4 separate regions of the Mus musculus genome follow, and all the other regions are linked to region 1. Evidence: chromatin contacts called from public promoter capture Hi-C data. All regions are on one chromosome and are shown on one strand. The core of a region is the stretch at or near the end of the contact, and the rest is flanking DNA. Distances in the headings are between cores, read along the strand shown.

The links. Promoter capture Hi-C pulls out the DNA fragments that hold promoters and counts their contacts.
Region 2: a contact with region 1 is called in a promoter capture Hi-C map of hippocampal neurons, with 3 times the contacts expected there. A contact is called at or near these places in 3 of 39 promoter capture datasets (cranial neural crest, hippocampal neurons and liver) and 1 of 484 Hi-C or Micro-C datasets (liver).
Region 3: a contact with region 1 is called in a promoter capture Hi-C map of hippocampal neurons, with 4 times the contacts expected there. A contact is called at or near these places in 7 of 39 promoter capture datasets (the HPC-7 cell line, cranial neural crest, hippocampal neurons and 4 more).
Region 4: a contact with region 1 is called in a promoter capture Hi-C map of fetal liver, with 4 times the contacts expected there. A contact is called at or near these places in 8 of 39 promoter capture datasets (cranial neural crest, fetal liver, hematopoietic stem and progenitor cells and 4 more), 1 of 484 Hi-C or Micro-C datasets (embryonic stem cells), 2 of 130 datasets of targeted methods (hepatocytes and memory CD8 T cells) and 1 of 9 other capture datasets (macrophages).

Annotation. Positions count from the first base shown.
Region 1 is chr19:37,433,526-37,436,283 of GRCm38.p6, reverse strand. It overlaps Hhex (hematopoietically expressed homeobox), which reads right to left and starts at 1,443. Exons shown (of 4, transcript NM_008245.3): 1 at 1,051-1,443. The coding sequence starts at 1,414.
Region 2 is chr19:38,123,385-38,126,142 of GRCm38.p6, reverse strand. It overlaps Rbp4 (retinol binding protein 4, plasma), which reads left to right and starts at 1,332. Exons shown (of 6, transcript NM_011255.3): 1 at 1,332-1,385; 2 at 1,496-1,624; 3 at 1,711-1,847; 4 at 2,008-2,114. The coding sequence starts at 1,514. It overlaps Gm32440 (a long non-coding RNA gene), which reads left to right. Exons shown (of 4, transcript XR_877843.2): 4 at 1-389.
Region 3 is chr19:38,053,642-38,056,399 of GRCm38.p6, reverse strand. It overlaps Cep55 (centrosomal protein 55), which reads right to left and starts at 1,359. Exons shown (of 10, transcript NM_001164362.2): 1 at 1,083-1,359.
Region 4 is chr19:36,918,254-36,921,011 of GRCm38.p6, reverse strand. It overlaps Fgfbp3 (fibroblast growth factor binding protein 3), which reads left to right and starts at 1,413. Exons shown (of 2, transcript NM_028263.1): 1 at 1,413-1,440; 2 at 1,735-2,758. The coding sequence starts at 1,796. The coding sequence ends at 2,548.

The DNA.
Region 1 (2,758 bases), core at 194-2,693:
TGGAGCCCCCTCTTATTCACTCTAGACCCCACTGGTTCAGAGGCTGAGGCCCTGAACCCGGTCACCATCGCGTATTTATTCTTAGGAATGTTGTGAGGACAAGCCTCGAAAATCCCAAATTGCCAACGTGTAGCCCTTAGTATTTGTTCGGGGTCTGCACTTTCCTTCTCCAAATTGATGGTGGTGCGTCTGTCCGTCCGTCCGTCCCTATGTCCACAGACCTACACCTAAACATTTTGAAAGTTGGCATTGTTTTTTTTTCCCCCCGAGATTTTGCTTGCGTCAGGCTTCAGACTTGGTGCAAAACAGCCTCCAAAGATGGGGGTGGGGGGTGGCGGGAGAGGCAGAGAGGAAGCAACTGGTTATTTTAGCTGCCATAAAGTCACATCCCACACAGAGGAAATGAACAATATCAGAAAAACGGATCCTGGCTATCAGACGTCGAGTGTTTCCTGAATTTGTCTGTATTGAGGATGTCGATAAAATAATCAGCAGCGTGCACTACTCCGGGGGAAGGGTCTGCTTCATGCAGCCAGGAAAACACTTAACAGCTTCAGAAACCAGATTTACTCCTATCGAGAACTCAAGATTTCCTGTATGAACGGAAAGGGTCAGGCTCCTTCACTGCACAAGCTTGTTGAACCAAGCCCAGCCCAGGAACCGCCCGGGCAGGCAGCTCTCCCTGCCCTGCAGGGGCCAGGCTCAGGGCGCCCCGACGTCCTCTTCTCCGGGCCGCTCGCTAAGGGAGTCCCCCACCCACCCCGGGGCGACACGCGTGGCCAGGGCCGCCCTCCTCCACCTCCCCGGGAGCCCCAGGTCTCTCCCGACTACGCTTGCCCCGACGTCTGCAAGGTGCAGGAAAAGCAATCTGAGTCGCCGAGCTTCCCAGTACCGGGGCCCCGCATGCACCCGCGAGCCGCTCGCTCCGAGAGCTCGCCGCAACTTTTCCACTGCGCTTCCCGTCCGTCCGCCCCTGCCGCCTCCCGCGCGCTGCCACCCGCCGGGAGCGCCTTCCTCACGGACGCCCTCACTCGGCCCCGGCCGCCTTACCCAGGGGGTCGTGGCGGAGTAGGGCGTGCGTGTAGTCGTTCACCGTCCGCGGGAACGGGTACAGAGGGCCTCCGAAGCCACTGGGGCCGTAGGCGGCGGCCAGCGCGGCGGCCGGGTGGTGCGAGAAGGCGGGGTGGACCGGCGTGGGCTCGTACACCGGGGTCCGGTAGGAGGACACGAGGCTGGTGAAGGAGGAGTTGGGGGACGGCAGCGTGGGAGTGGGCGTGGGGGCGGCGGGCCCGCGACCCAAGATGTCGTCGATGTAGAAGGGCGTCGGGTGAGCGGGCTGCAGCAGCGGCGTGGGCGCATACAGCGGGACTCCCACGGCGGGCGCAGCCGCGGGCCCCGGGTGCGGGAACTGCATGGCCGCTCCGCAGCCCCTCGCAGAGAGCTGCCGGCCGGCGGCGCCGCGCTACATTTATTTGCGCTCTGCGCTCCAGGCGATAGGCTCGGGCAGCCGCGGGGTGGGGCCGCGCTCGGTCCCCTTCCTGCCGCCAGGCCCTGCGGCCAATGGCGCTGGCTTCAGATTCGCCTCCGCCCCCCACTAACCCCCGCGCCGATCCGCCCCCACCGGCCCAGCTCCCGCCCCCGAGACGCACGGGCTGTGGGGCTCCGGGGACCCTCCGCCAGGGTGTTCCTGCGCCGCAGGCGCCCCCAGAGGTTCCAGGCACCTAGCGAGCGACTGCGACCGTCGAAGAGGAGGTCACAAGACGTGCGCCGCGGGGCGCGGATCCTGACGGGATGGCGCCACTGCTGAAACTCGGGCAGCCTCTGGAACCTGGAGAAGCGATGGGACTCTGCGGGCCAGGAGGCCGCCGGCAGGATGGCACCTTCGGGCGGCCAGAAGGCTGCGCTTCTTGGGGTAACGGTGGCACTGTCTAGAACGGGGGACCTCCGCAGCTCGGCGCTCCAAGGAGAAGACCCAAGCCGTTGGCTGCGTCCTAGTCCCAGACGGGTACTGACAGCGAGGCTGCAGGTGTTCCAGACCTATTTGAGGACCCCCTAGCTCGGCCACCTCCCTGGATGCTAACGGAATCTGCTCCAGACCGGTATCAAGATAGAACCTTAATCGTATGGCGCAGGACAGAGGCTATGCAGTGTTCTTCGATCCAATGGGGGTGGGAGGTGCTCCTGGACCTCTGTCCCCAGGCCCTGAAGGACACAGCTGCGCTTAGCCGGCCTCTGAGGTTTTACACGTGTTTTCTATTCAAAGCCGTGGTGCGCTGCTCAGTGTGGCCTCAGCTCTGTGCGGCTTCACTCGCCTCTGGGGCAAAGGGGCATTTTCTTGATTGACGCCCTCCTGGGGTGACCACACCTTGAGTTGGGCAGTTTCTGCTAAGGACTTCTATTAGTAGAAAAACTCCCTGGCTTTTTTTTTTCAACTGAGATATTTAGTTTTATCCTTTGGAATTAATCTTCAGCTGCAGTGGGACTGAAGGCGAAATAGCCAGAGGACCTGGGTCCGAGTTTCACTTCACACCTTATTTTCTTGAGCAACTACTGTGTGTCATTAGCAAACGAGAGAGGCAGTCTCTGCCCTGGTGGAAGCAGGAAACGAACACAGTCACATCTACTAGGGAGAAATCGTGTGTAAGGGTCGAAACCTTAAGGAGCTCCAGCCCCTCCTTTCGGGTAAAGGAGAGAGTCACTTTGAAAAAGGAAAAGTCTTCCCAAAGGAAATAATGTTTGAAAGATAGGTAGGTGTCAA
Region 2 (2,758 bases), core at 83-2,582, 690 kb before region 1:
TGGGTGCAGGGGTGGAGAGAGAACCAGGCAGGTGAATGTCCAAAAGCTCACAGGAAGCTGAAGGAGGCCGCAGGTATCTCTGCAAGGTTGCCAGGCATGGCTAAGGTGCTTGTTGAAAGAAATGGCAACTTAGTTCTTTCTGTGGCGTCTCTGTCTCTCCTCCTTTCCCCATCTCCTCTTATATAGCTATGGCAGAGTGGTCAATGTACTCTCATATGCTCAGACTTTGGGCAATGGAGACACAAATACTTTCTCGTCAAAAAAAATTTTTTTTTTTCCCACTAAATCTCATTTGGTCGAAATCTTCCTCCTTTTAACTGCTAGGTTCAGTTTGACAGATCGCAAACTCCAAATACAGAGGGAAATGTAGAGTTATATCGTGCCATAGGCAAAAAAAAAAAAAAAAAAAAAAAAAAAAAAAAAAAAAAAAAAAAAAAATCAACCCTTCAACAGCTTTTTTTGGCTACTACCATTAAGGTTATGGAATTCTTTCCCTCTCCTTTTTCTCTTCCTGAGCCAGTTTTCCTCGCTGTTCTGGAAATAAATAAATCCTAATATGGCTTAGAAATAAAAATGCATGGTAAACACTTGGCAATTATGTTTTTCAGTGTGGTTTCAGGGGAGTGTGGCAAGAGAAGTGGACGATCAACCACTCGGCCATTGGCGCTGAGAAAATATTTCCTGTCCTGACCAGGTTGCGTTTCTAGAGAATATTTAACAGGGAGCGGTTTAGTCCTTCTAAAGATGATGAAATGAAAGAATAAATATTGACCCAAACAGCACCACAACTCATCAAAGAGTAAAATATGCCCTTTCTCAAAGGGGGAAAAAAAAACAGCCAAAATATGCCAAAAAGCTTCTCACAACAGCTCCTCAGTAGAAGCAGGGGCCACTTGGGAAAGCCAGGGCCTGGACGCTAATGTTCCAGGCTACATCATAGGTCCCTTTTCGCTCAGTGAGGCCACCATCACCACACCATGGCCACGTAGGCCTCCAGCCAGGGCAACAGGACCTGGAGGCCACCCAAGACTGCAGCTGGCTGCCGCTGGGTCCCCGGGCCAGCTCTTGGCCCCGATGGATCCTCTGGGCTGGAGAGTTTGGCTCCACCGAGACCACCCTGAGCGGAGCTCGGAGCATAGGCGACGTGGGACGGCAAGGCTGACGGAGGGGCCCCGCGTGCGTTCAGGAGTGAGTCAGGGAGCGTTATGCAAGCTCGGCCGCCCCCCCCCCTCCCGCCCCCGGCACCTCCCCGCGGTCTTTCACCCCGCGCGGTTACGAAAGCGCGACCCCCTCCCCCCGGAGCTATAAAGGACCGACGGCCGCTCGGCTCCGTCGCTCCACGCGCGCGCGAACGCGGCGGCCAGGCTTGCACGCGGCTCCTGCTGGTGAGCCGCCGCGCGCTCCCCCGGGGACCTGCAGGGCGGGGTGGGGCGGGAGGGGGCGACGGGCGGCCTCGGTCCTCCGGCCCCGCGTTTACCCTGCGCCTGTCCCGCAGGGCAGACTCCGGGGTGAGATGGAGTGGGTGTGGGCGCTCGTGCTGCTGGCGGCTCTGGGAGGCGGCAGCGCCGAGCGCGACTGCAGGGTGAGCAGCTTCCGAGTCAAGGAGAACTTCGACAAGGCTCGTGTAGGTATCAGCCCGGGTTCCCCGATTCCTGCGGGTCAGAGGTGGAGCCCAGACTCCAGTCCCTAGCTCTCTCATCTCTTTCTCAGTTCTCTGGGCTCTGGTATGCCATCGCCAAAAAGGACCCCGAGGGTCTCTTTTTGCAAGACAACATCATCGCTGAGTTTTCTGTGGACGAGAAGGGTCATATGAGCGCCACAGCCAAGGGACGAGTCCGTCTTCTGAGGTCAGTGGCCTCTGGTGGGCTGTGTGCGGCGTTCCAAAGTGCCTCCCACCTTGCCTTTGGCTCCCTGGGAGCCCAACCCTCACTGGGATGGGAAAAGAGTACCTTGGATGAGGTAGAAGCCCTTTCCTGGCTTGGCTCAGGATTCTCTTGGCTTTTGCAGCAACTGGGAAGTGTGTGCAGACATGGTGGGCACTTTCACAGACACTGAAGATCCTGCCAAGTTCAAGATGAAGTACTGGGGTGTAGCCTCCTTTCTCCAGCGAGGAAGTGAGTAGTGGGGCATACATGGCCAAATCACTGCGTTTCTGTTCAGCGGCACCGTTGGGAAGGGCTTCGAGAGGCAGAACCCTCAGCCCTGTCTGAATTTAGGGGATGTGGGATTAGAAGCGACTGGATTCTCAGCCTAAAATACCTAATCCAAGTTCGGAAGGGCCTTTGGGCTTATCGGGTACCATTTCCCTGATCATCCACTGTGACTTACTTCACGCTGTCTCACACATTACCACTCCACTCTGTCTCTTGGAGTGGAATCTCTGAGACAGTAGGACAATCTGGAACATCGGCAGAGCTAGAGACCGATATCCAAGAGGAGGGAACTATGTGTCTGAGCTGGGTCACAGCCCAGGCCCCTCCCGGTGGACTCCCAGCCAGGCAGTGTTCTGGAAGCAATAGTCTCCTTTCCTTAAATACTCATATGCAAGGCAGGATTTTGAGAACTCCCAACAAAGTTCCCTAAAGTTTGGGATTCTTCTCAGGACACACAATTGACATGTTCTTTGACTCCCCCAGCCCATTTCACTTAAATTATAGATCCGAAAGCTACTTGATAACTAAGGAATAATTTAGGGTGGGAAGAAGTATTGTGAGATCTCAGAAAGAAGGAACTAATCTCAGCCCTAAGGCAATGGCTC
Region 3 (2,758 bases), core at 110-2,609, 620 kb before region 1:
GACTGGATATAAGCTGGCTAAAGCAACAGAAAGAAGAAGAAACAACATAGAGTCTCGGATGCTAGGAAGCTTTCAGAACAGTGTAGCAGGCAACAGCAATACAACAAAAGAAAAGGAGATTCACATATTCTTAAACTGTAATTAATACTAATAGTCATAAAAGCTACCACTACAAGAAAATCTACTTAGGGCGGTGAGTGTGAGGTTGTCCTGTATAAAATCAGCCTAAAAATAATAGAACTGCATAAACAAACTTGAACGAAATCTGTATTAATGCATTCAACCTGGTTTTGCCCACTATCTTGACAAATACCAAGTAAAATTGCTAGTACAATCTGCCGAGGCAAATGCACAGTTAACGTGTTTTAGGAACCTGCTACCACAAACGTTTCTCCCTGGGCTTCTGCTGACGTCAGAAGGAGGACTTAACAGTTTGAAAATACCCTCAGGACATTTGCATCCTAACTTTTGGAGAGGATTCCTAAAAACTTAGTGTTCTTGACTCTTGTCTAGGCTGACCCAGCACACACTCCTCCTCATCTCAATCCTGCTCTCACCTAGTCTTTCCTTTCCCAGTATTTTCTATTCCAATCGATCATAAAGTTCTTTTTTTTTTTTTTTTAAAGTTCTTCTACTCGGGAACGTCCCTACCCAGTCCTAGTGGAATCTCCTTCAGGATGTGCTCTCTTAAATTTAATATGGGACACAGAACTCACCATACATACACAAGCTAGCAGTCAGTACTATCTGCTCACAACATTTTCTTTTTCAATCAACAACTGTTCAAAAGAACTGTGTTTTGATTTTTTTTTGGGGGGGGGGGCATACAAGAGCTTAAAGGCAGCTGCTTGGAAATCTCTGACTCGACTGAAGGGACCTAAGTCATTCTGGTCAGGAGTCTAAAGAAGCATTTCCGTTCAGTAAATCTCCCAAATCTACGAGGGGTCAGGAAAGAGGCAGGAAAATAAAAAACTGCAAAGAGAAGCGCTTGCTAAGCAAAGGCTGACCGCACTGGAGACCTGAGAGACCTGGCTCAGGTCACTGGCCTCGCGGTAACCTCTCTGTTAAGAAAGTGATAATACCGCCAAGTTCAAAGGAGCCGAAAGGATGGCCTGCGGGCCGGCGGTCGACAGGAACGCAGCGCGGGGTCTCTCAGGGAGCCAGCATGTGTTCCAGCGATTCCAGCCAGGGGAGACGGAGTCCTGCGGCGTGATCTGCTCACCAGCGCTCCTCCCGGGAGGTCTAGTCCTGCCCAGGGGCTAACGAGCCCCGGCTGTCCTCCCCTCCCTCCCCGGCCGAGGCCGGGACCACTCACTACCTGAGACAAACACAGCGCTCGCGTCGCCGCCGCAGACCACTTATCAACCAGGACACCGCTTCCGGGAGTTTGAATCCCGCGGCTGTAGGGCGGGTCACGTCACTGCCGGCTTGGCGAAGGGCGGGGTCTGCAATCAGAGGACGGGCGGGAGAGGGCGGGGTCTGCAATCTGAGGAAAGGCGGGAGAGGGCGGGGCCTGCAATCTGAGTGAAGGCTGGAATCTGAGGATGGAGGAGAGAGGGAGGGCCCAGGAGCCTGAGGGCGGGGCAAAGGCGGAGTCTAGAGCCAGAGGAGGGGCGGGGCAAGGTCTGGAACCCGACGGCAGGCGGGGCGAAGACCGGCTCTGGAATCAGAGGGAGGGGATCGAAACTAGCCGGGCAGACGGGTAGGGGCAGAGTGGGGAAGGTAAGGGCGAGCAAGACATAGAGCCTGACGGGAGCTACAATCCGTGCCGGCCGGGTCAGAGAAGGACCTTGTGAAGATAGAGGGTGTCTGTGGAAACGTGGTGTGAAATGAGGCGGGTGTGATGGTGTGGGTGTGGGTGTGGGTGTGCGGGAGTGTGGGCGTGGTGGAGGCGGAGCCAAGGACAGAGTCGGAGGACCAGTTCAATCTGGGCCTGCTTGCTTTTCTCTGTGTGTTCGGACCCTGCTGTTATCCATAGGACAAGCTCTGTGACCCTCGCCTGGGACTGACTGGTCTATGTTCTTTGGGAACCAATTTCTCTTTGTGAGGTAGAGCACAACCTCCTAGTCTTCCGGGCGGGCCACTCATTTACCCTGTCAAACTCAGGGGCGGAGCAATGGGGAACGAAGCTGTAGGGAGCTGATAAACTCCCAGTTTGAAAACCGAGATTGTGAGCCCCAGCAGCGATTCCAGATTGCTGCCCTACAGGCAGATGTGTCTTTATTGGTCTTTATCGGTCACATCAGGGTCTTGATTAGCGTCTTGAGAACTTGAAGCAAACAATTGCTTATGGCGTGTCGTTCTTAGACTTAGCCTAGGCATACCAGAAGTTTACAGCGAAAAAAATCAGTAGCAAAGCATCCTATGAAGGTAATGTATGTAGTACAAGGGTTAAAATCCTGAATGCCTCTTAATAGATGTGTGGCCTTGAGAACATTTCACTTCCTTGAGCCTCAGTTTCCTGATCTATACCAGGATGCAGATAACCATCTGGTAGTGTGGCTGCGAGGGCTAGAGTTTAACAAATGTAGTTAGGCACTGTTAAGTAAAAGACAACAAATCCATTTGTTACTGAATCTAGTGGATGAGAAACCATGTAAGGAATTTCAGTTTGTTTTATTTGTTTAAAGCAGGAAGATGGCAATCCAAGATACTGGAATTCTCTATTTACACAGTCCTCCCGCCTGAAGTATGAACGGAGAAACAGATGGAGAAAGGAATAGTCTTATTAACCACAAGGTGGCACACTAGAAGGCGG
Region 4 (2,758 bases), core at 164-2,663, 520 kb after region 1:
CAATAAACTCAAGATCCAAGAGACCCTGTTTTTAAAAAGGGAGTCTTCTAAGATGGCTCAGCAAATTAGAGACTTGCTGCTAAACCTAACCACCTGAGTTGAATCCTTCAATTCTTGAGACTTGCAAGGTGGGAGGAGATAGTAGACTCCTGAAACTTGTCTTCTGACTTCCTCACGTATACTGTAGCATTTGAGCACACACACCAAGTAAACAATAAACAAATGTAAAATTCTCTTTTTATTTTATAAATGTTATATATATATATATATAAACCTTGGGCTGGCGAGATGGCTCAGCGAGTAAGAACTCTCTTCTGATGGTTCTGAGTTCAAATCCCAGCAACCACATGGTGGCTCACAACCACCCATAATGAGACCTGATGCCCTCTTCTGGCACATCTGAAGACAGCTACAGTGTACTTATATATAATAATAAATAAACCTTAAAAAAAAAACAAAACAAAAAAAATTTGCAGGTGGGTGGCGGTGGTGGCGCTTGCTTTTAATCCCAGCACTCGGGAGGCAGAGGCAGGCGGATTTCTGAGTTCGAGGCCAGCCTGATCTACAAAGTGAGTTCCAGGACAGCCAGGGCTACACAAAGAAACCCTGTCTCGAAAAACCAAAAACAAACAAACAAACAACAGCAAAATTAACCCAACCCAAATTCTATCCTCCTACAGAGGCATACAAAGAACAGATTACTACTTAAACATTACACCACTTGAATTTGTATTACTTTTCTACCACAAAGCAAATCATTCCTTTTAGGACCTTTGAGTTCTGAAAAAATATTTAGAACTAATCTATCATATCCCAAATAGTTAAAAACCAAAATGTCCCTACTTGGATGTACTGATGAAAATACAGAACTGAGTGACATGATAAATAGAAAGACTGAAAATAGTGGGGCCTTTGAGATGACTCAGTAGGCAAAGGCACTTGTCACCCCACCGGGCCCTACAAACTGAGTTGGATCTCTGGGGTACACACACACAGAAGAAATACATGCAATGCAAAACGAAAAAAACCAAAACAAAACAAAAAAAAACCTGCAAATAGCATCTGGTTCTGAATATTATTGTTTCATTTCATCTTTCTTAACTATATATAGACCAGATAAATATGTACAAGTTTCAAAAGGAAAGAAAGTTTTGTTAACATTTGTCTTATTTTCAGCGGTGAGAGCAAAATACAGCATTTTATATTTCATGTCACATGGCTGCTTCTATCACTTCCGCGTGCTTCTGCACGCGGGTGTATCTTCTGTGTGTGTTAGCAGTGGCCGAAACCTACTGAGAGAAGTCTGGGAGGGGCATGAAGGGGGAGGCCCCTTCTGTCCCATTGATAACAGGTTCATTCACAGCCGTTTAAAACAGACTAATCCCTTATGCAGTCATTCGCTCTACTCCAATAGGGCCCTTCCACCTCTTCTAGAATTCGGTAAGCTAAAAGTACATGTATCCGATTAATCTGAAATAATTTTGTAGACAGTTTGGTGACGGGTGGAGGGTGTGTGGTTGCGTGATCATTAAACTTCATTTTTCTATTTTAGTGAATGTTAAAAAACGATTCCTTAAACATTAAGTTGTTCCCTTAGGACAGACAGCTCTTTAAAGGGGCTTCTCCCTGCTAACTGAGAACACTGGTTTCGGGAAAGTCCGGTCAGGAGAGTTGGCAGGTTCCTGTGTCCAGGGAGAGGGCTGAGCGGGACTCATCCGTAGCCTTCATTCGCAGATCCTAGGATGCTCCTTGCCTCCTGTTGCCTGCGCTGAGGTCCCAGGAATCCCAGAGTGGCATGGCCAACGCGGGCATGAGTCCTCCGAGGCCGCGGGCGTCGCTCTCCCCGCTGACGCTGCTGTTGCTGCTGGGAGGCTGCCTCCTCTCGGCTGCCGGGAGGGACAAGGGGGCAGCAGGCAGGGAAGTGACCCGGGCCTCCCGACCCACGGTCGGCTCCTCCGGTCGCTTCGTGAGTCCAGAGCAGCACGCGTGCAGCTGGCAGCTCTTGGTACCCGCCCCGGGGACGCCGACTGGCGGAGAGCTGGCCTTGCGCTGCCAGACCCCGGGCGGGGCGAGTCTGCATTGCGCCTACCGCGGGCATCCGGAGCGCTGCGCGGCCACCGGCGCCCGGCGCGCGCACTACTGGAGACGGCTGCTGGGCGCGCTGCGCAGGAGACCACGGCCCTGCCTGGACCCCGCGCCGCTGCCGCCACGCCTGTGCGCCCGCAAGACGGCTGGCTCAGACCTGCACTCGCCCGCTCACCCCAGCCTACCCGCGCGTCCCAGCGAGCCGCCCCGGTCCAGGGCGCGGAGCCCGGCTCGGTCGCGACAGTCGGTGCGGTCCCCAAGCTCCCAGCCGGAAAAGAAGCCCTTGCTAGTGAAGTCCAACTCGGGCGGGAGGAAAGCGGGCTCAGACCCAGTTCCGGAGCCTCCTGCGGCGGCCGGATTCCAACCCAATGGGCTGGACCAGAATGCCGAGCTCACTGAGACCTACTGCACCGAGAAGTGGCATTCCCTTTGCAACTTCTTTGTCAACTTCTGGAATGGCTGAGGCTGCGGGCTGGCAAGGGGCACTAGGGGTAGGTGCTGAGAAGCAGAGGGTAGCGCAGCCGAGGCGGGAGATGTCCTTGGACAGGGAACCGGGATGGAGAATAAGCTAGTCGGCTAGTCGGGATTCCAAAATGGGTCAGGGGTCAGGGTAAGAAGAATCTGAAGCAGCTGGAGAGGGCTTTTGTTTTTTATTTTATGTTTATTTTTATTT